7 separate regions of the Mus musculus genome follow, and all the other regions are linked to region 5. The links are chromatin contacts, called in public Hi-C, HiCAR-type, HiChIP or PLAC-seq, Micro-C and promoter capture Hi-C maps. All regions are on one chromosome and are shown on one strand. Each heading gives the region's core, a stretch centred on a gene start, on an enhancer-like site or on the middle of the called end of the contact. The rest is flanking DNA. Distances are from core to core; before and after follow the strand shown.

Region 1 (2,700 bases), core at 6-2,505, 910 kb before region 5:
AAGCACCGAGAGCTTTGTTCCCCTCGGGCCTGCGGGCCGGGCACACGCACGGGCACGCGCTCTCCCTCACATACATGCCAGGAGCGCGCTTCCCCGCACGCTCTCCCGCCCTCGCTGCACACGCTTCGGATCCGCCCCCAGTGCTGCCCCGACACCGCGGGGCGCGTGTGCCGGCCCACACGCGCGTGCACACACTCACGCGCGCCGGGACTCGGCAGGCTGCTCCCGCGCTCTGGCCGCTGCGAGGACCCGGGCGCACTGACCCTGTGCCGAGCCCGACTGGCCCTCCCCCAACTCCTCCGTGTTTTTATGAATGAAAATGTGGTATGCAAATGAGAGCGATTCAAGAAAACGAAATGGCGGAGCCCGGGCCCCAGAGGGCTCCGGAGAGGGCTATGGGAGGGCAGCAGTGCCAGGAGTCACAAAGTCACCATGCACACAGACCCATCGACCCCGGGATGCCCCGCGTGGAGGGCGTCAGAGCTTCCGCTCCCGCAGCCCGAGGACCGCCCCGAGGTCATTTGCGCGCCCTTGGCCCGGGCTGCGACCTGGACTTGCAGACCCCAGGCGGTTTCTGCCGTCTCCCCCAGCCAAGTCAAGAGCCTCGCGCATAGCCCCGACAGCTCAGCCAGCGGCTGCACCCCAGGCCAAGTTCCTCCGACGAGTCCCCTCCTGCGTCCTTGGCGGCGGCCCCCACACCACCCCTCCGGGCACCCGCGTCCCACCCGCGGCTAACTTACTCGTCCGGGTGTGTTTCTTCGGTCATTTTCTTGTTCACCTAGACGCCTGTCCCGCGGCATGCAGCCTGGCTCCCTTCATCTTCCTGTGCGCTCGCCCCCCTTCTTCACATCTCCGACATCTCCTGATTTGGTGGTGGAGGGGGGGAGCTAGAGATGAAGGGGGCGCCGAGGCAGGCGGGGAAATGGAGAGCCCCGAGATCAGGGCGAGGTCTGGGAAGGGGCACACCAGGCAGCGGACGCCGTGGGCCGGCCGGGCACGGCCCCGGGGCTCTGAGGGGGTGCAGAGGCGAGATTTGGGAAGGGGACCCGGAGGGGGAGAGCAGCAGAAAAACAAGCACGCTCCGGGCGGCGGGCGGGCAGTCGGCTGCGCTGGGGCCGGGCCGGGGTCGCCCCCGGGGACCGGGCCAATCAGGGTTCCGGGTAGTGCTCGGCGGCCGGGGGAGATGCGCCTGGGAGGCGGTGCAGGGCGCCCCGTCCGAGCCCCATCTCGCCACTCCACCGATTTACTCCATATTGGATTCTCAGCGCCGCCAACAGGAGGAGGAAGTAGGGCGGAAGCGATGACGTCTTCCCAGCGGCCAGAGGTGGTGGAGTGCAAAAAGCTTCCTACTTGCGACCAAAATAAAAGAGAGAGAGGAGAGAGAGAGGAAAAAAACACACTCACAAAACACTTTGTCCCGCCTACTGAGCGTGCCCCTCTTCTACTCCCCCTCCCGCTAGCTTCCAGTCAGGGAGGAGCCTCGGAACAGCATGGTTGGCACTGCGTTTGTCAGGATCCGAATCCTTGTCTCCGGTGCTCCGGGTTTTAGGAAGCCCAAGAGGGAGGAGGCGGGAGCCGAAGACAAGAGCACATCTGGCTCCCGTTTTGTCCCTCCCTCCTTCCAAACCTTCGGATTAAAAATCAAGGGGGGAGGTGGCGGAGGGCGGAGATGGGGAGGAGTTTAGATGTTGCCAGAGAGTTTGGGTTTGGAGAAACACTGCGGGGTGGGGGTTGGGGGCAGTGCAGGTGGCCTCCGCTGGCCTCCACACGATGGGATTACTGTCATGCAACACCATGCCCACCTAGAGCGGGCATATTTTTAAAAATATGTACGCAGAAAACAAAAGGCAAACAGCCATAAAACTTTGGCATTGCAGGCAGAGATGAAGTTTAAAGGTAACACCAAAGTAAATTATCCAGTCTGTGAATAACGTTTCTTGTCTCCAGCTCTTAGAAGTCTACTCTTAGTTTACTGGGTCACAGATTACTACCTTTGATGGGGTTTGGCCAAAGAGAGACCCAGGAACTCATTACTCCACCCCCGACCCGTCTTCCCTTCCCTTCCCTTCCCTTCCCTTCCCTTCCCTTCCCTTCCCTTCCCTTCCCTTCCCTTCCCTTCCCTTCCCTTCCCTTTCCTTCCCTTCCCTTCCTTTTTCTCTCTTTCTTTCTTTCTCTCTCTCTCTCTCTCTCTCTCTCTCTCTCCCTCTCTCTCTCCCTCCCTCCCTCCCTCCCTCCCTCCCCCCCCCTCTCTCTCTCTTTCTTTCCTTCCTTCTTTCTTTTTGAATGTGCGGGGGCAGAAGGAGGATGCATCCATGCATGTCAGCACCATTTGTGGGCAGAGAGGAGAGGCTGTTGGATCTCCTGGAACTGGTTGCTAGCCTCTGTGTAGGTCCTAGGAATTAAACCACAGTCTTATGGAAGATCTTAACTGCGAGCCATCTCTTCATACCTCTCTTTAAATTATTTTTCCTACCATGGCCTAGGACCTGCCTGAGGTTTTCTGAGAGGACCTATGCACCATCTAGACAACGAGCAGGATTGCACCCAGGGCTCAACTTGTGGATTTGCCTGGAATCTGAATTTGCGATATTAAAATCCATTTCAATTTTTGAAGGGGGCACCATGTTTTCACTTGACATGGATGACACCAATTACAGAGTCACTGGGTATTTCCTGAGGTCTTGCCATGGAATAAGGGAC
Region 2 (2,700 bases), core at 38-2,537, 810 kb before region 5:
TACCACCACTACCAACCCCTCCCCCAACCCCCACAACAGAAAACCAAGACGGCAAAGATCTGAAAGTCTTTTCATGTTTGCCAAATTTCTATTGTGTTAAAACAAGTTGCCAAAGATTCCAGGGTTCTCCAGAATTTCTGTTCACCAGAGTTCCGAAAATACTGGATTATTAGTTTGAGCTCAGCTACTTCGCCTGTTTGGTAGCCAGCGCTATAAGCAGAGGCACAAACAGGCGCGCTGGCTCCCTCTCGTGGACAGCATGGAGAAGACACGAGAAGAAAAGGGTGTAGAATCCCAAAGCAGTGTTTCACTGAAATAGACCCAAGCGATGTGGTCTGTAAACCAGCGTCTGAGGAAGTGTTGCATTTTGCTGGATAAGGTAAAAAGGACGGTCCACTGGAGGGGGGTTGTAAGACTTATAAACGGAATGTGCAGGTAGTGAACCAACAAGCGTCAGCCACTTGTTCAGCTCAACCGCAGTAAATGTTCCTGTGAGGGGAAATTCCCAAAACCAAACCCCATAGGGATCTTTCTCCTCCCTCTGTCGTCTCACAATTGGGAGACGCAAAGGGGATGCCAGAGTTCCCTCCGACCAGGGATCCCCAGTATAGCTTGGTCCCACCTTAGCATCATGGGGCTGCCTGGGCAGGAGCATGGGACCCCATGTCTCTAGCTCATTTCCTGTCAGGTGTTCTACTTAAGCCATCCAGCAGCCCTAGAGGGCTTCCAGGCCTCTCTGCCAAATCGAAGAGACTGTGTGCTCAGGGAGATTGGTTGAGGTCTCAGGCTTTTTCTCTCAAAAGGCCCGTGGGGGCGTGAGGTGGGGGAGGTGTTCTTGCTCACCTGTCTGACATTCTCTTTTGTGGTCTCTAGGTTGTTTTTGTCTTAGTTTTCTTTCAATACTTGGCCTCTTGTAGTCCAGGGTAGTCTCAACCTAGGTAGGCAGTAGAAGATGCCCCTCCCTCCTTCCTGCCTGCCTGCTGGGGTTACAGGTTCCTGCTCTTTTGTTTAGATGGTAAAGAGGCAGAAATATTTCTAAGTACTAGGACAGCTCATGATAGTGGCACTCACGAGTACCCAAGATCCATCTGCCTCCCGACTTAGTGTGGAGGTCACTTACTCCAGAAAGACCCCCGTTGAGTCCCCCAGGCACCATGAGGCAATTCTGTCATGATTCTGTGGGAGAGGAGGCATTCTAGAGGAAGTGATAATGTGAACAAGCTGAGCTCTCTGGTTAGCTGCCGGCAGCTGCCTGTGAGGATGATCTGTCCTCTCAGCTCCCTGCTGAGACAGGGCCCTGCCTCCCTGCTTTGGGTGTGTCAGCCCAGAATGCCTTCCAGGGGCTGTAGGGGCCTTCCCCAGCTTCTCCCTGCCTAAATGCCACTGCGGTGCTGTGCCTGCAAGCCTCCAGCTGAGGAACGAGCTCCTTTGGGGTGGGTGGATGCCAGGGCTGGATCATGTGCAGGCAGGCAGAGAGGCGCATGGATGCAGGAGAGAAGGAGGTGGCTGATAATGGGCAGTGGGCAGGGGAATGGGGAATGAGGAGGTGTGGGAGAGGCCTGATGACCCGCAGTCAGGTTTAGCCAGGTGGAGGAAGAGGGCCTGCTGGGGAAGGACTTTGAAGGAGTAGATACCTGGAGGTCAACTCTGCAGCCTAGCCTGCGGCCACTTGGAGTCACTTCTTACCACTTCATTGGCTGACCAGAGCTCCAGGCCTCCAGGCAGCAGCTGTGTCGTGGGTCCCCTGCTTGACCCTAGGGTTTCAGGGAAAGCTTCCCATAATGAAATTCTGGGCTGAGTTTCAAGAATGAGAAAGGATGTTCCAGGGAAATAGAGCACCCTACTTAGATGTGGGCAGGAAGGACCCTGCCTGTGTGCTAGGCTGCGGAGGGCATGCCACGCCTCTGGGATGTGAAGTCTGCAGAACTGTGAGTGGGCACATTCCAGCCCAGCTACCCGTCGGGGAGCCCTGGAAGCTTGAGGGTTGGTGCTTGGAGTGAGGAAGGACAATAGTCGCAAATGTCACGTGGTCATCGAAGAGGCCCAGAGTGTCCAGAGCCCTGCAGTTCCTAACATTACAAGGGACATCCTGTGCCAGCAATTTCAGTGGATAGTGAGGCAGGCCCCCAGGGGTCAGTGGAGACAGGAGGTCAGAAGGAGGAAGCAGAGAGCAAAGACAACCAAGACGAGATCAACTCTCAACAATGGGCTAACAGGATTAAAACAAAACAAAACAAAACAAAACAAAACAAAACAAAACAAAACAAAACAAAACAAAACAAAACACCAGAAACAAAACAAACAAAACCTCAGTGGAGAAGGAGGACCAGAGGCAGAGGGGGCTGTGTCAGCTCTCTGATGTATTTAATGGAATTATGAAGTGTATGTGTTTAAAGAAAGCAAATGATGTAGTAAGTGATGTTCAGATGAAAACCAAACTTTAGAGCAAAGTGGGAAGTCAGGAAGAGGGCCAATGGTGGTCACAGCCAGCCAAGGCCCACTACTCTAGGGTCAGAGAGGATGTGGAGTGACAAGGCAGGCAGGCTCCCTGTCCATTTCCTGGTGGGACTAGAGGTAAGGGCAGAGAGCGAGGATGATGGAGGTAAGGAAGGAGAGAGGTCAGTGGGCAAGAGGGTCCACCAGCTCATGATGCCAGTGGCGGAGAAGTTCACTAGGTGGTACAGGTCTGGGCGAGGCCAG
Region 3 (2,700 bases), core at 38-2,537, 900 kb after region 5:
ATACAATCATCTTTTTTAGTTCTTTCTGAACTCTGTTGGTTGGTTTAACTCAGATGCTCTGGGTCAAACTCTTCTCCTAGATGGCTTCTCAAATTGGCTTCTCTCTCTGCATCTGACTGGGTTGCTCTACTTGTCCTCAAAGTAACTCAGGCAATCTGTTCTAACCTTCTGGCTCCTTCTCATTCTCTGGCTCATTCTGTCTTCACCTGTGTCTAACTTGTTCTCTGTCCAATCCATCTCTGTAAAACTCTCCAAGTATGTCCTCCTCTCTGTGCTACTCTTTTAAGATGCCCTTCCATCCTGTCTCTTGTGAGAGGTGGGCATATCCTATCTCTAACACATTCTGTCAAATCTTTCTCTGATTCATCATTTTGTCTGCTCCTCAATTAGAAGTTACTTTCAAACATGGGTGCTTCCTTCTTACAACTAACTTTACCTTCATTGTTTGGGATTAAACATGTGTACTAGGGTGTGTCTGTAATCCAGCCAGAGCAGCCCTATTGCTGGATTAAAACTCCTCTACAGTTGCCCACATCTCAACATGCCCAACAAAGTTAGCAAAAGTGTCTGCATGGCTTGTAGCATACGGGGCCCTCATTTTGCAGAAAAACATTCACTACTCAACTGACAGAATCCTACATGGATTCAGACATAGAACACTGCTCTTTTAACTGGTTTAGCAAAGGAAAGCACACTTTGCACAGATCTATTAATCCCTCCTAACTTGCCCTGATTAATGTGAAGTATAAGTTCAGCTTTCTCAAGAGAAGAGAAGTAGCCAAGTCTGCTGAGGAAAGTAAGATGTGTGTATTAGTTGCTGGGTTCATAAGGAGTGGGTGCTATAAATAAACTGGAGAACTAGTGAAAACAAATCTCCAATCTGTCTAGCATGAAATACACATGCATTCATATTCGCATTCAACCCACTGCACTGACCCAAGGTTTTCCAAAGGGAAAACCATTAAGGACAGAGCAGGAAGAGACTAAGAACTGGCAATCGCTAGTGACATGTTTACTAAATATGCTCTGAAACATTAAACATAGCATTAAAAAGTAGAGAAGCCAAAATATAATTTTTCGAGGCGGGAAGCACTGACTCAAGCTTAGACTCTCATATGTCTTTCCAGCACTTTGTAGCACTTGGCTTCACAACCGGAGTTCAGCCAAATGAATCTGCATCTTTGGAGTCTCCAGGCAACGCCCAAATTGGCATTTCTGTCACAGGAGAGCTAGCCAGGAAAACCCTTTTGGAAAGGAACCGTTGGCTAGAATCATTCTAGCACCATCCAGACATCATAGTCAATTACAAACACACAAGACTAACCTGACAGCCAGCTCTGTAAGTAGTAGACACTAGACATCCCCAGGGACTTGGCTTGGCTCCAGTGAGCACTCCCTGCGACAAGAACCCTTTTATGCAAGACACTCCAAGGATTCGGCAGACTGCAGTGAGTGCACAGTCGCCATTCTACTACCCACCCTCAGAAATGCCAGGCTTCTCTGTAAACCAAGCAAGTAGAAATGCCTGGCATTAAGGTCATTTCCAACATTTAAAATAGACAAATACACTCCTAATCACATCTCCATTTCCCACCCATCTGGCACTAAATTTTTTCAGATGGTAGCCAAGAAAAAAGAAAGGAATTTCTTGAAAACCCTTGTCCCATGACTTAGGCGAATGAAAAGATATAGTTCTCTTTAGAAGCTTTTGTTACTGTTCTGATTTTTTTTCTTTCCCCTACAAGAAGTTCTTTGGCAAAAGGCAGAAAGTTTGATCATGAGTATTCAGATTTCTGCACAATAGATTAGTCAAATGATGTTACAGGAAGCTATTTGTATTTACAGTGGGACTGTGGCCTGAAGGATCAGGCTTCTTGGAAAAGTGGAGAAAAAAAGTGTTACACTACTAAATATTGACTGTCTGAACACCTTGAGAAGAACGCCATGCCTCCTTCCCTCACATGGGTGTGACCTTGGCAATGGGACTTGTTAAAGGAAAAATCAGATCAATGACTTGATTAGTCACACTACTCCAGAGCCATCAATAAGGTACCCATCAATAGTCACGACTTGGTCAATGTCAGTCTGCTCAATTGAGCTAGATCCCTGTGACAACAGTTAACATGGAGGTTTTTCCATATGCAGGCCACTATTCAGATTGCCACTACATGTGGATCTTGGCTCTGAAGAAGAGCTTAAGGAGGCTCATGTTTCCCCTTATTCTAGCCATGAACTCTTTTGTTCAAGGAGGTCAGAGACTCAGGTGTTAATCCTGGTGAAATGCTAGGGAGCTTTCCCCAGTCTTCCTCAGACAGAACCATAATGTGGGCCTCTAACTAGCTTTTTTCTCAAGAAGAAACACTTTCTTTCTATAATAAATTCTTTTTCTTTTCTTGAAAGATTATCCAGAAATTATAACAGCTTCACATTCCAGTGATCGTTGGCATTTCTCACTTGGAAACCGTTCTCAAGTAACATTTTCTTACTTGTATTCCAATGTCATTTTACACAATGCCCTTGGAAGCTTAGATTCTAAGAACATGTGTCATGCAAGATACTCCCTCTTCAGCATGCTAAAGAGTCCTGTGGCGGAATACCAAGGCCTCCCTTCCCATTCTTACTAATCCTGGAGGAAATCTGAGTCCAGAAAGAAAGGGCCCCTAATAGAGCGACCTTTCTGAGGCTTGACATCTGCCCCCC
Region 4 (2,700 bases), core at 148-2,647, 950 kb after region 5:
TAGACAAAATAAAGTTGATTTACAAAATGCTTTCAGTAGGGCCTACAAACTAGGTCAATTCCCATAGAAAGGTTGATAAGAAAGTGACATTTATTAGCATGATATAAATTCTGTCCTACTGAGTTTCAGACTAAGTCAGCATTTTGGAAAAGACTGCACCACAAAGCAACCAAAGACTTGTCCCCTCTGTGCTGGCATTAGTACTTTCCTTTAGTCCCTCTCCTCCTTTTTTATAGTGCTTTTCTGACTTTCAACAGTTTTCTACACTTAATGTCACAAAATCTGTAATAGAAAAGTGAGAGAAAATACTAATCAGAAGTGAAGGACACTTTGGTCAGGCACACCTATTTGGTTACAAAGGTTACATGGCTAACATTTTAGAAGCCGTTTTGCAGTTCACTAGACACTATGTTTTGTCTTCCTTCTAGCTCCTTCACAACAGCAGTGAAGAACAGACAACATCATTCTTTCTCACAGTTCATTGGCTGTCTAGAGGAAAGGAGGGCTCAGTCAACAAGCTGTCTGAATCCCTTTGAAGGTGGATGTATGGATGGCCTTGGCATTATCAAGGAACTAGTATGTATAAAGTAGCCTCACACCATCTTCAATACTGAGGGTGCACACTTGTCTTGCCTATATAAAGATTCCAGCCGTAGGGCACTTGCACATCTCACTGTAAATAAACATGTGAGGTTTGTGCCATATAAAACACTAGCTGAGCTGCTACTGGACTGAAAGAACAAAGTTCCCTACACTCTCACCTATGAGTTCTATAGCAAATCTCTGTGTCTCTAAATATTCTCTGCCAAGGCATTCACTTGGATTACTAAGCCAAAGGCTGCATCTGTTCTTCACAGACAAATGGAGAAAATTCAGAAGTGACTCATTTTGGCAATTGAGCTATGAAACCAATACAACGTTGGTTGAACTTCAGGCTGTGACTGGGGTCCTTTCACTACACTTAGCTGCCCCCGTGCCTTTGTGAAACACTCAAAATAGACTGTGGAGTAGGCAATGAGGTTTCTGTGATGTTCTCACAAATAGAGACCTTACAACTAAAAGGTTAGGATAATGAAAACCTAGACTTCTCTCTCCCTGGGAGGCCTTAAAGCCAACAAAGGCTGTGCCTCTCCAAACCAAAAGGGGCTAATGTTCATTAAAGGAATTAAACCTGCTTCAAAACAAGGGGAAATTAAAAATAAAACAGCAATAGCAGGCCTTTATTTCATAAAAAAGTCACGATAGGAACAATAGAAACATAGTGCAACAGTAAGTGTTTCTAAATTCAGGAAGTCTGCCAACATTTTAGAGAAACTTCCGAAGCAACATTCACAGTCCTAGGAATGTTGAGGTCATACAGAGAGTACATGAAGAGAGACAGCTTCCACAAGAATTCAGGCACCAGATAAAAGATTGTGAACCGCAGAGCCTTCAAGCAAGAAGAGATCAAGAGAGTCACACAGATGCAACCTTTTGTGTGATGCAGGTTCAAGGACTTTGCATCATTCCTCTAGGTAGTGCATGTTAGTAGAATTCAGGACATTTGAAAGTGTAAAAGAAATGAAGAAAGAGTTTTTTCTACTGCCCCCTTAGCATCCAAATGGCCTGAAATCAGGAATTAATCCAAACACAGCCACTGGCCTTTCTGTATTTTTTAAAGCAAAGTTGAGTAATAACATTAAATACTTCCCTATATTCGGGTCTCTAGTTAACTTTTAAAACCCTTGAAATACAGTAAAACATGCAATACAGTATATTTATAGTACATATATATTTTAATAGACTCATATTTGATACAACTTTCCTTAACTATATATCAGTTCTGTTCACGTCTCATGTATCAATATGTTCATATTTGTAATAATACATATATAAATATAGATGATAGATAGATAGATAGATAGATAGATAGATAGATAGATAGATAGATAGATAGATAGATAGATAGATAGATAGATATTTGAGTGTGCACATATAATACATATGCTGGGTTATGCTACCAAATGAATTTTTCTACCCTGGGCCTCATTGAAACTATCAGAACTCACCGTAGTAGGGATTTTATTTTGGGCACCAATCAACTATTACCAACAACAAATCTATGAGATCTAAACTTGGTATTAAATGTTGGGCTACCTTGCACTAAGCACCTACTTCTGCAACCTGAAATATCTCTCTAGACTAATCCCAATACAACATCTCATAGTTTACTACATGGAAACAAAATTATGAAGCCAGAGAAAAGGTCAAGGGGGGAACACAGCTTCCATGAGTTAAGATGTGTATTTCTTACCTCTTCAAATCAAACTTTGGGGGAAGCAGCAAGTGAAATATACTAAGTTCCTGGCATATAGACAGACAACATTTTGTACTGAATTGGTGCTAAACAAGAAGATGGAAATTCAGACTTCGTGCTCAGCCCCTGATCATGTAAAATACCTGACAAATGTTTCAAATATTTCTGAGCACCAGATGGAAAGAGAGGCTTGGTCAAGGGGAGCATCTCCTTTGAGGACATTTTTATGGGATGTTGGTACCCAGCCCATAGCAACCTCTTATAACCAGGAGGTCCATAGGTCCTTTGACCAACTTTATGCCCTCGATCCTCATCTGGGCTTTTGTGATCCTCCAATGATTTTTAATTTTGTATCTCAGAGGAAAAGAAAATATTTGAATAGAGGGAAAAAAGAGATTGAGGAA
Region 5 (2,700 bases), core at 130-2,629:
GCGCAGAAACATAAAGAGTAAAATAACCCCCACTAGATAGAGTAGCTGAAGAGTGAGAATAAAAAGACTCAAAAAACAATTTTAAGTCCAGGGTGTGGTATTTCAAGAGAGAAAGTTAAAAACCACTGGCTGGTTGGAGACTTTAAGTTGTGGGCAGGGTCAGCTTTTGTCTGAAATCTCAGCTTCCGAAGTGGATTTCTTTTTCTCTGGAACTGGGAGCTTTCACGGGGCTGGGTTCGGAGATAGACAAATTGAGAGATGGAGGTCTGGGAGGCCGGCTCCGGGCGTCGCCGCTGAAAGAGCTGGGGGTGGGGGGTGGGAGGGAGCGCAGCGTCTCCAGGCCCGAGCAAGGCCGAGGCTGGAGCCCCTCGGCGTCGCCCAGACAAAGGCAGCCCCAGCCGCAGCGCAGCGGAGCTCTGCAGCTTCGCCGCGCCCCGGGCGCACGGCTAAACTTGCCGGTAGCGCAATCGAGAAAGAGCCTCGGGTCCCGGGGCTCCCAGGCCCCGGCCGCCCGCAAGGTCTGGCTGCTTGGTGCCCGCGTTGAGTTTCGTTCTCCAGCGGTCATAAATAGCTCGGTGTTTGTAAACAAGCGCTGGGGGCACATTCCCGGCGCTCGGCTCATTGTTCCCTCCCTTCCTCCCTCACTTCGCGCGGCGGCTGGGGCTGAGGGCTGCAAGAGAGGAGGTGGGGACGTCCGGACTCAAAGTGACAAAATGCAAGCATTTCCTTTCCTCCGGCCCTACGTCCACTTCTGACAGCGGGGGGAGAAAAAAAAATAAAGAAAGAAAGAAAAAACCCAAACCAAAAGAAAAAAAAGAAAAGAAAAGAAAACCTCTAAGCTGAGTCTGCAGAACGCCCGGGCGACCGCTACCCCACGTTCTCAGGACTCTCGAGCGGAACCTTTTCCAGTCCAGTTCCAGCTCCTCTTCTTGCTCTGGCTTTGACTTTTCTCCTCCGGGAGTCTAGCAGAGAATCCAGTACTTTTGGCATCACCCCCACCCCGAAAAATACTGGCAGACCCCAATAATTTCGAGGAAAGTCTTGAAGTCTTTCATGAGCGGAGCCCTGAGCGAATTAACTCCGGCATCTGCCTGCCCTACGTTTATTCCCGATTTATTTCAAGCGTCCGCTTTGGGAAGAGAGGCTGGAAGGGGACGTAAAGCCGGCGGGTTGGGAGCTGCAGCCTGTATTTGTGTGCATGTGCCCTGGGTGTGTGGTGTTAGTGCCTGGGCGTGCGAATTTGTGGAGTGTCTTTCTGCCTCTCCAGTGCGGCCAGAGCTCGCTTCGCGCACCCACCCCTGCCGAGGAGCCTACTTGCTGCAGCCCAATGCATTGTGTAAGACGCGACCTGTTATGGCCACCACTACTTCCGGGTTCTAGCATTCTGGTCGGAATCCACCTCTCCGCCTGTGCAACACACACTTTACACACGCACGGCGACTGCAAGCGGGCAGCATCGATCGTGGCTCCTTTAAGACAAACTCAGACAGACATTTTTTTAACCCTCCTCTCTAATCTCCCTTCAGTGCAGCAGTTGCAAAGAGGGAGAGAGAAAGAGAAAGAGAGCGAGAGAAGAGAGAAACTGATTAGGAATTAGGACTGATTCAAGGAAAGCGGGCGCTAGGGCTTTGTGCATTTGAATATTAACATTTGAGGTGTTCTGACCAGAAGAAGACAGAACGGACGATCATTCATTCACCACGTTGACAACCTCGCCTGTGATTGACAGCTGGAGTGGCAGAAAGCCATGAGATTTGGTAGTTGGGTCTGAGGGGCGCTCTTTTTTTTTTTTCTTTTTCTTTTCTTTTCTTTCTTTTTTTTTAAACTGATTTTTTTGGGGGGGAGAGAAGATCTGCTTTTTTTTTCCCCTCCCACTGCTGTCTTGGTGGAACCAGAGCGCTTTTATGCTCAGCGACGCGGGCGCCTTGCTTCAGGTCCGGTAGACCGAAGATCTGGGACCAGTAATTCACACTGCTGGAGACGCAAAGGGATTTTTTTTTGTTATTGTTGTGCTTTATTTTTTTTTCCGGGGGAGTTTGCATATTTGTTTCTTTTCACACTGGCCTTAAAGAGGATATATTAGAAGTTGAAGTAGGAAGGGAGCCAGAGAGGCCGATGGCGCAAAGGGTACGTATTAAAAGCAATTGTGGAAGTCAAATGTGAGATTAAATTGAAACGTGGCTGAAAGACACTGCTACTAAGTTTCCTCTTTTCTTTCTCTCTTTTTGAATGAGGATCCTAAAGCCGCGGCCTAAATCGACAGTTTTACTTAATGCGTTTGCAGCCTTATGCATGTTTCTTGTGGTTAATTCAAGTGATCAAGTTGTCTATAGATTCCTAGCCAACAGCTATATAAATAAAAATACAAGCTCAAGGAATCACCTGTTTTAAAAGATAAAAAAGACAAGGGGGAAGATGCTTCATATCCAGTGCTGTAATTTAAGCATTTAGGGACCAAAAGTTTAAAGCTATGTTTAATGAAAATGAACAGCTGAGAACTTTTGCCTCATTATCGATTATATTCATCTTCAGTATCAGTAGAAATGGGGAGCATTTTCCGCTAAGTAATGTCCTGGTGCAGTGAATTTTTGGTTGGAAAAACATTCCTTTTATAAAAGTAATTTTAATTTGCATGGGATTTTATGCAAGATAATAAGTTTGTAGATTTTTTCCTTAGCTAAGTTCTGTACTAGTTAGATA
Region 6 (2,700 bases), core at 200-2,699, 770 kb after region 5:
GCACATAGGAATGGTGCGAGACCTGTTCCTAGGACATTTGGTGTATGTGTTACTCTTTGGTCTTTTCTCAGGAAGAGAGGGAGCGGATGTTACACTATTTGATTCATTTTCAGATGCCATGCAATGAACTTGGCAATATGGCATCTACTAGATTTGCTTTATCCCAAATAAATTCCAGAAGTAAAGATAAAATTATTACTTTCAAATATAAAGACTTTGTCAAGTCTCAGATAAGAGGATAGAACCCTTTCCACCATTTTCTTTACTGTTTATCATATACTGAATTCATTGAACCTAAAGCATTTACCTTTGGGACAGTTTATCTGAGATAGGTTTTCTTTCTGCTGTTGTAGTATGAGAAATTTTGACCTACCCAATAGCTCATAACCTTTACTTTGAGGAAAGAATTAATTGAGGACAAAAGTAATAAGGTATTTTATTTTTAAATGTAAGGTAAGAAGAAATTGCCTGCTTGTTCCTCACTATGATGCAGTAGACTATTGGGGCTTACAACATGAGCACTGCATACGGTATGACAAACTGTACTTGTTAACAGCATGATATGGAATCTATGACCAAATACTGTTATTTAGAAAGCAGTTTCCAAGTTAGATCATTAACTCTTAAGGTCCCTCTCCGCCTAAAGGCTGGATGGAGCAAGAAGCTGGGCACATGAGGGACTGCCACAGAAATGACAGAATAGTTGCTCCCAACTTTTTGTTTAGACTATATTAAAAAAATGATATTTATGAACATAGATGTTTGCTTTCTGCTCATGAATAAAATCATAGCAAGGTTCTGTAGGAACCCAGGGCTGTATCTCTTTGAATAAATTCAGTGATATCTTAGCAAAGGTGATTTTAAAGCAAAAGCCTAACATAAGGTGTGTGTGTATGTGTGTGTGTGTGTGTGTGTGTGTTAATCTTATTTGAAGCAATATGGCCCCTAGGCGGAAACAGAATTTACAGTAATGCTGAGGATTAAAGGGAATGAGCCTCTTGTTTAGAAAATTAGCTAATCAATAAGCCAAGCTTATTTTAAAAACTGCTTTAATTTTTAAAAATAGAGCATGTCTGCTCCAGCTTCCTGTATTTGACTCTGATAATAAAACTTTCAGCATGACTAATACAGTTTAGCTAAACAAATTAGAAAGAGCTGCAGTGTGTTTCCATTAGCCACCGTGATCCTCTCTGCTCAGTCAGTGATGAAGGGCTGTGAAGCCAGCCAGGCTCACATTATACTGGGGGGGGGGGGGATCCTAGAACAATGGACTAGAGCTACCATTCTATACCTGGATATGATAAGCTGGGTTAGAAAGAAAGTTTGAAACAGTCTAAGAACTCCTGTCTTGTATTTCTGATTGCCAAACTCCTTTCTTTTCAATTAAGATGACAGGATGAATTGTTAGGGGCATCAATTTAGGACAGTCCAGAAGAATGTGGTTTACCAGTCACATTTGTGTCTCCAGGGCCTTTGGTTCACATGTTATAAAGTAAATTCTGTGCCTAGTCCTCTCCAGGAAAACAGAGGTTGAGAATGCCTTGCTCCTCAGTGCCTCCAAATGTGACCTTAACTCTGGGTCACTTCAGATGTAATTAGTTAAGATGATGTCATACTGAAATAAGGTGGGACCTTAATTCACTCAGACTAGCATGCTTATAGGAAAGAAGACAATGTAAAGACAGTAATATGTGACAGCAGGAACAAAAGCTAGAGTAATGCATCTACAATACAAAAAAGAATGACTTACTCTGCCTAGAGCCTTGGGAAGGAACCTGGCCCTGCTAGCATCATGACTTTGGATCTCTACTCTGTAAAACTCTGAGGTATCACTTCTCTTCTGCTTGAAGGCACACTGTGGCTTTCTTACAGCATCTTTAAACAGCTAACATGATGCATAGGAAACAGCAAAAACTTCTTTGAGAGTTGTTTGATAGAGAGGTTAAGTATTACCAAAGCTAACATGAAACAGGGGTCTTTATAGATGTTTCCAAAAGCTAGCTTTGTGGTCCAAAGCAAGTCAGCAGTTCTTGGTTTGCAAATTATAGTCCATCATCAAGGGTAGCCAAAGCAAGAACCTGGAAGCCGGATCTGAAGCAGAGACCATGGAGGAAAGCTGATTGCAAGTTTGCTTGCTCAGATTGCTTTCTTACACAATCCATGGCCATCTGCCTGGGGATGGTATGTCCTATAGTAGACTGGGGCTTCTTCTATCACTCATTAATTAAAAAAGTACACCACAGGTCAAGTTGATAGAGACTATTTCTCAACTGAGATATTGCATTCGCAAGTAACTCTAGTTTGTGTCAAGTTGACAAAAACTAACCAACATGCAGACTAACAGTAGAATGTAAACACACCCCTTGCCACCTCAGGACCAATGACATATTTAGTCATAGGTCCTGGTCCAGTGCCAGTGACAAATATGGGTTGGCTTTTTTGGAGCAGAACTTAAATACAATCAGAAATTAGCTGTTTACTCCCTCGGCATTCATGCCACTATTACAGTTGTAGACATGTCTTGCTAGGTCACTGGTTATTATACCTGGGAACCCTCTGTCTTATCAGAGTCTTGAGAGCAACTATGAACACTGGCATGACTGTGAACATTTAGAAGTCTATGGGATCTTACTGGTTAATAACTTCAAAAAAAGTGGCCAATTTTTGTTTCTAATTTAATTTTATTTGTAATTCATTTTT
Region 7 (2,700 bases), core at 53-2,552, 970 kb before region 5:
TGTGAGCCGCTCTGGCAACAACAGATCCAGATCCAAAAGCACATGCAAACCACAGTTTTTAAAAAACAAACAAACAAACAAAAATTCAATGGAATTCAAGAATTATTTTAAAAAAAAAATCAAGAATCCTTTTTAAAAGAAAAGGTTAAAAAAAGAAAATGAAAGAAAAGGAAAAGAAAAGAGAAAAAATTCTCTTTAGAACCAAGCACCAAATAACCCTTGGCCCCACCCTAGGTGGGCGCATGACGAGGCCATGTCAGGCTTCCTCCCAGCCAGCACAGTGCTCCACCCTGGATGCTGCTCCTTCCTCCTCAGCACCCCTCTGTACTGTGATTTCCAGGCCACTGGCCGCAGTTACTCCAGGCCCACAAGACACCAGGCCTCTGCTGTGTCTGCCATGTTGTTAAGTGTACAGCATTATTCACGACCTTTTAAAATGCTAACACGGGCACTTTTGGGAAACCACATAAACATTTTATTGTAATAGTTTGTTAACATTCAAAACACCAATTGGAGGTAGCTCAGACTTTTTGTCCAAAAACCACTAAAACATAACAATTTTGACATCAGTAGTTTTGGAAATAAGCTTTATTTAGTTTTTTTTTTGGGGGGGGGGGAGAATGTATCTAACTCTTATAGACTAAGTATGTGCCCTAAAGGGGTGAGTGTCAGGGTGACTACTTTGAAAATTTTGGGGACAAGAGAGCCCTGGGAGGTCAAAGGGTCAAACCTGAACGGAGGTTTGTTTAGGACTCTGCCTTTATTGTCGGTCTGCTCGGCGGAGCCTGGGGTCAGCGTTCATAATTAACCAAGATCTAAGGGATTTCCGGCTGAAGACAAACCGACCCCGCCCTGAGAAAACTCTCCCTCCTGTTTTTACCTGAAAGTAATCAATCAAGCTCTCGGGTTTTCCCTTCACTCTTGCACAAACCATATTCCTGGTCCTGTTTAAACCTCAAGGCCACCGACCAGAATGGTTCCCACCCCCATTAAGCGCATCAGCAATAAAACAAAATCAGTTCTTTAAAACACAAACAGCAAAGGGAGTTGCTTAAAGTTAATAATCTCCAACCCAGGGCTCCGACCCACAGCCACCTTCTTCTCTTGACTATTTTTTGTTTTTTTGCTTTTGCCCTCATTATTGGAGAAAGCAAAGGAAGTGGAGTGTCAGCAAGAAACCAGCTGACGGTGGCCAGGGAGTGTGAAATCTAGGTTTATACTTCATCAATAATGCCCCGAACAGTCTGACTACTTCTGCCCAGTCCACAGATGGATTTCTTTCTCCTGCTACCCCGCCCTCCTCCAAGGTCAAAAGGTCAGGAAATGACTTTACCAAATTCAAAACCTACAAACTCTTTTACAGGCCAGCCCAGCTTAAGATCTCTCCCAAACAAAAGGTGATAACGTAGCCCACAGGAAGGAAGGAGAGCCAGGGCCCACAGGCCACAGGCAGGGTTTTTACGAGCCTCACTTTATATTCTAGTCAGAGCCACCCGTAGAGTGTCCTTTCAGGCGGCAAGAGTTAGTGTTTCATTTTGTGCTCTTTCACCTTGGTTCTGAGTTCTGTCATCTCCTTTACTACAGAGGGAAAGATAAGCAATAATGTCCTATTTTCAAGGTATCTGCTCTGCAGTGGGGGCTAAATCTCCACTCCTCAGCAGACACTGGCTAGGAGGCAGCCAAGTTGGTAGTTATCCAATCATGTGGTGACGGGACATTAGGCAACTTAGTTCCACGCTCCTTTTACGCTAGAAAGAACAGGACTGAGTGGGACTCCTCATTCCGGGAGAAAAGGGACCGTTCAAGGTTACTGACCCCCCAGGACCGAGGAAGGGCGGTTCCCCACCGCTGTCCACAGTTTACAAACAAGGGCTCCATGTTGTGGGAAAAGTCCCTGGATCGGTGCTGTTGGGATTTTAAGATTTACTGGCTTAGGTAACAACTGTGAAGGAATTTTAAGTGAAGAGGAATTACTAACAGCCCAACTCCAGGAGAGAGCAACAGCTGGAGGGGGGTGAGGGGCCATCTGGGCTGTTCCTCCTCAACAGAGGTCATTCCATTTGGCATTTATTAGTCTAACTAGACCTGGTAACACATCCTCTTCTCACAACTGGGTGTGACTCTTTGAATCTACTACTGAGCCACAGCCTCTTCATATGCAGCAGGGGGGGGGGGAGTCAAAGGGCTTTTGAGGTCTCTTTACAACTTCTGTATTATTTTTTTTTTTAATTGGCTTTACAGTCCCTTAGTGTTGCCAAGGGCTTTAGCAAACACACGCTACTGAAACATCTTGCAGAAGCAGAAAACTTGTAGTAGTAAAAATCCAACAGAATACATTTAATAGAAAAAGACCAGAAGCCACCAAGACCCATGACAACACCACAGGCCCAGCTCCTTCACTCAGCATGGAGTTACTACGCAATCATAAAACTCCCAGGGTAAGGGAGTCCTATTGAAGTCTTTTGAAAATGGAAGAAAATGGGCTCAGTGGCAGGGTGTTTGCCTAGAATGTGCATGCGCCGCACATGCGAGTACACACACACACACACACACACACACACACACACACACACACACACGCAGAGCATGGAATGTTTTTAGAATAAACTGAATACGCTACATGTGCTGATAAAAGGCTGTAACTAGCATAGGAGGAGTTTTTTCTTGTTTTTAATGTGCACTGGTGTTTTGCCTACATGT

Evidence for each region. Promoter capture Hi-C pulls out the DNA fragments that hold promoters and counts their contacts. A called contact is a pair of places that touch in the nucleus more often than the background predicts. HiCAR-type assays count read pairs that join an accessible place to other places. HiChIP or PLAC-seq counts read pairs in DNA pulled down with a chosen protein or histone mark.
Region 1: a HiCAR-type map of astrocytes shows a contact between it and region 5, with 4 times the contacts expected there. The contact joins the promoter of Spred2 here to the promoter of Meis1 in region 5. A contact is called at or near these places in 3 of 39 promoter capture datasets (cranial neural crest, embryonic stem cells and liver), 14 of 484 Hi-C or Micro-C datasets (LSK cells, Sertoli cells, adipose-derived mesenchymal stem cells and 8 more), 10 of 115 datasets of contacts at active chromatin or transcription factors (the NIH/3T3 cell line, astrocytes, embryonic forebrain and 4 more) and 2 of 9 other capture datasets (adipose tissue and embryonic stem cells).
Region 2: a contact with region 5 is called in a promoter capture Hi-C map of embryonic stem cells, with 5 times the contacts expected there. The contact joins the enhancer-like site here to the promoter of Meis1 in region 5. A contact is called at or near these places in 8 of 39 promoter capture datasets (the 3T3-L1 cell line, embryonic stem cells, hippocampal neurons and 3 more), 9 of 484 Hi-C or Micro-C datasets (the N1E-115 cell line, embryonic stem cells, gonadal supporting cells and 3 more), 15 of 115 datasets of contacts at active chromatin or transcription factors (the NIH/3T3 cell line, astrocytes, craniofacial prominence and 10 more) and 2 of 9 other capture datasets (embryonic stem cells and liver).
Region 3: an H3K4me3 HiChIP or PLAC-seq map of neural progenitor cells shows a contact between it and region 5, with 19 read pairs. The contact joins the enhancer-like site here to the promoter of Meis1 in region 5. A contact is called at or near these places in 7 of 39 promoter capture datasets (the 3T3-L1 cell line, the C10 cell line, cranial neural crest and 4 more), 1 of 484 Hi-C or Micro-C datasets (cerebellum), 11 of 115 datasets of contacts at active chromatin or transcription factors (acute myeloid leukemia, cardiomyocytes, craniofacial prominence and 7 more) and 3 of 9 other capture datasets (adipose tissue, embryonic stem cells and pancreatic islet).
Region 4: a Hi-C map of adipose-derived mesenchymal stem cells shows a contact between it and region 5, with 3 times the contacts expected there. The contact joins the enhancer-like site here to the promoter of Meis1 in region 5. A contact is called at or near these places in 6 of 39 promoter capture datasets (the 3T3-L1 cell line, hippocampal neurons, liver and 1 more), 2 of 484 Hi-C or Micro-C datasets (adipose-derived mesenchymal stem cells and myocytes), 4 of 115 datasets of contacts at active chromatin or transcription factors (astrocytes, bone marrow-derived macrophages, embryonic forebrain and 1 more) and 2 of 9 other capture datasets (liver and pancreatic islet).
Region 6: a contact with region 5 is called in a Hi-C map of the N1E-115 cell line, with 7 times the contacts expected there. The contact joins the enhancer-like site here to the promoter of Meis1 in region 5. A contact is called at or near these places in 4 of 39 promoter capture datasets (the 3T3-L1 cell line, hippocampal neurons and liver), 1 of 484 Hi-C or Micro-C datasets (the N1E-115 cell line) and 2 of 115 datasets of contacts at active chromatin or transcription factors (bone marrow-derived macrophages and differentiating embryonic stem cells).
Region 7: a contact with region 5 is called in a Micro-C map of embryonic stem cells, with 8 times the contacts expected there. The contact joins the enhancer-like site here to the promoter of Meis1 in region 5. A contact is called at or near these places in 2 of 39 promoter capture datasets (embryonic stem cells and liver), 1 of 484 Hi-C or Micro-C datasets (embryonic stem cells) and 2 of 115 datasets of contacts at active chromatin or transcription factors (astrocytes and embryonic stem cells).

What each region holds. Positions count from the first base shown.
Region 1 is chr11:19,922,997-19,925,696 of GRCm38.p6, reverse strand. It overlaps Spred2 (sprouty-related EVH1 domain containing 2), which reads right to left and starts at 1,255. Exons shown (of 6, transcript NM_033523.4): 1 at 741-1,255. The coding sequence starts at 766.
Region 2 is chr11:19,828,383-19,831,082 of GRCm38.p6, reverse strand. No RefSeq gene overlaps it. Among named protein-coding and RNA genes, the nearest start is that of Gm39602, 87 kb to the right of the region's middle. Within about 2 kb of position 1,287, at least 77 of the 459 cell types and tissues checked have an H3K27ac peak or open chromatin away from gene starts, as enhancers often do. A contact at or near this core is called in the N1E-115 cell line, embryonic stem cells, hippocampal neurons and 2 more, where this site is marked.
Region 3 is chr11:18,114,453-18,117,152 of GRCm38.p6, reverse strand. No RefSeq gene overlaps it. Among named protein-coding and RNA genes, the nearest start is that of Gm12018, 20 kb to the right of the region's middle. Within about 2 kb of position 1,287, at least 26 of the 459 cell types and tissues checked have an H3K27ac peak or open chromatin away from gene starts, as enhancers often do. A contact at or near this core is called in cerebellum, neural progenitor cells and stem cell-derived neural progenitor cells, where this site is marked.
Region 4 is chr11:18,066,453-18,069,152 of GRCm38.p6, reverse strand. No RefSeq gene overlaps it. Among named protein-coding and RNA genes, the nearest start is that of Gm12018, 28 kb to the left of the region's middle. Within about 2 kb of position 1,397, at least 22 of the 459 cell types and tissues checked have an H3K27ac peak or open chromatin away from gene starts, as enhancers often do. A contact at or near this core is called in adipose-derived mesenchymal stem cells, where this site is marked.
Region 5 is chr11:19,017,648-19,020,347 of GRCm38.p6, reverse strand. It overlaps Meis1 (Meis homeobox 1), which reads left to right and starts at 1,379. Exons shown (of 12, transcript NM_010789.3): 1 at 1,379-2,127. The coding sequence starts at 2,116. It overlaps Gm16141 (a long non-coding RNA gene), which reads right to left. Exons shown (of 3, transcript XR_381070.4): 3 at 2,018-2,700.
Region 6 is chr11:18,244,745-18,247,444 of GRCm38.p6, reverse strand. No RefSeq gene overlaps it. Among named protein-coding and RNA genes, the nearest start is that of Gm12018, 150 kb to the right of the region's middle. Within about 2 kb of position 1,449, at least 1 of the 459 cell types and tissues checked has an H3K27ac peak or open chromatin away from gene starts, as enhancers often do. A contact at or near this core is called in the N1E-115 cell line, where this site is marked.
Region 7 is chr11:19,986,018-19,988,717 of GRCm38.p6, reverse strand. The region is part of intron 1 of Spred2 (sprouty-related EVH1 domain containing 2); the gene reads right to left. Among named protein-coding and RNA genes, the nearest start is that of Gm39603, 49 kb to the left of the region's middle. Within about 2 kb of position 1,302, at least 150 of the 459 cell types and tissues checked have an H3K27ac peak or open chromatin away from gene starts, as enhancers often do. A contact at or near this core is called in astrocytes, embryonic stem cells and liver, where this site is marked.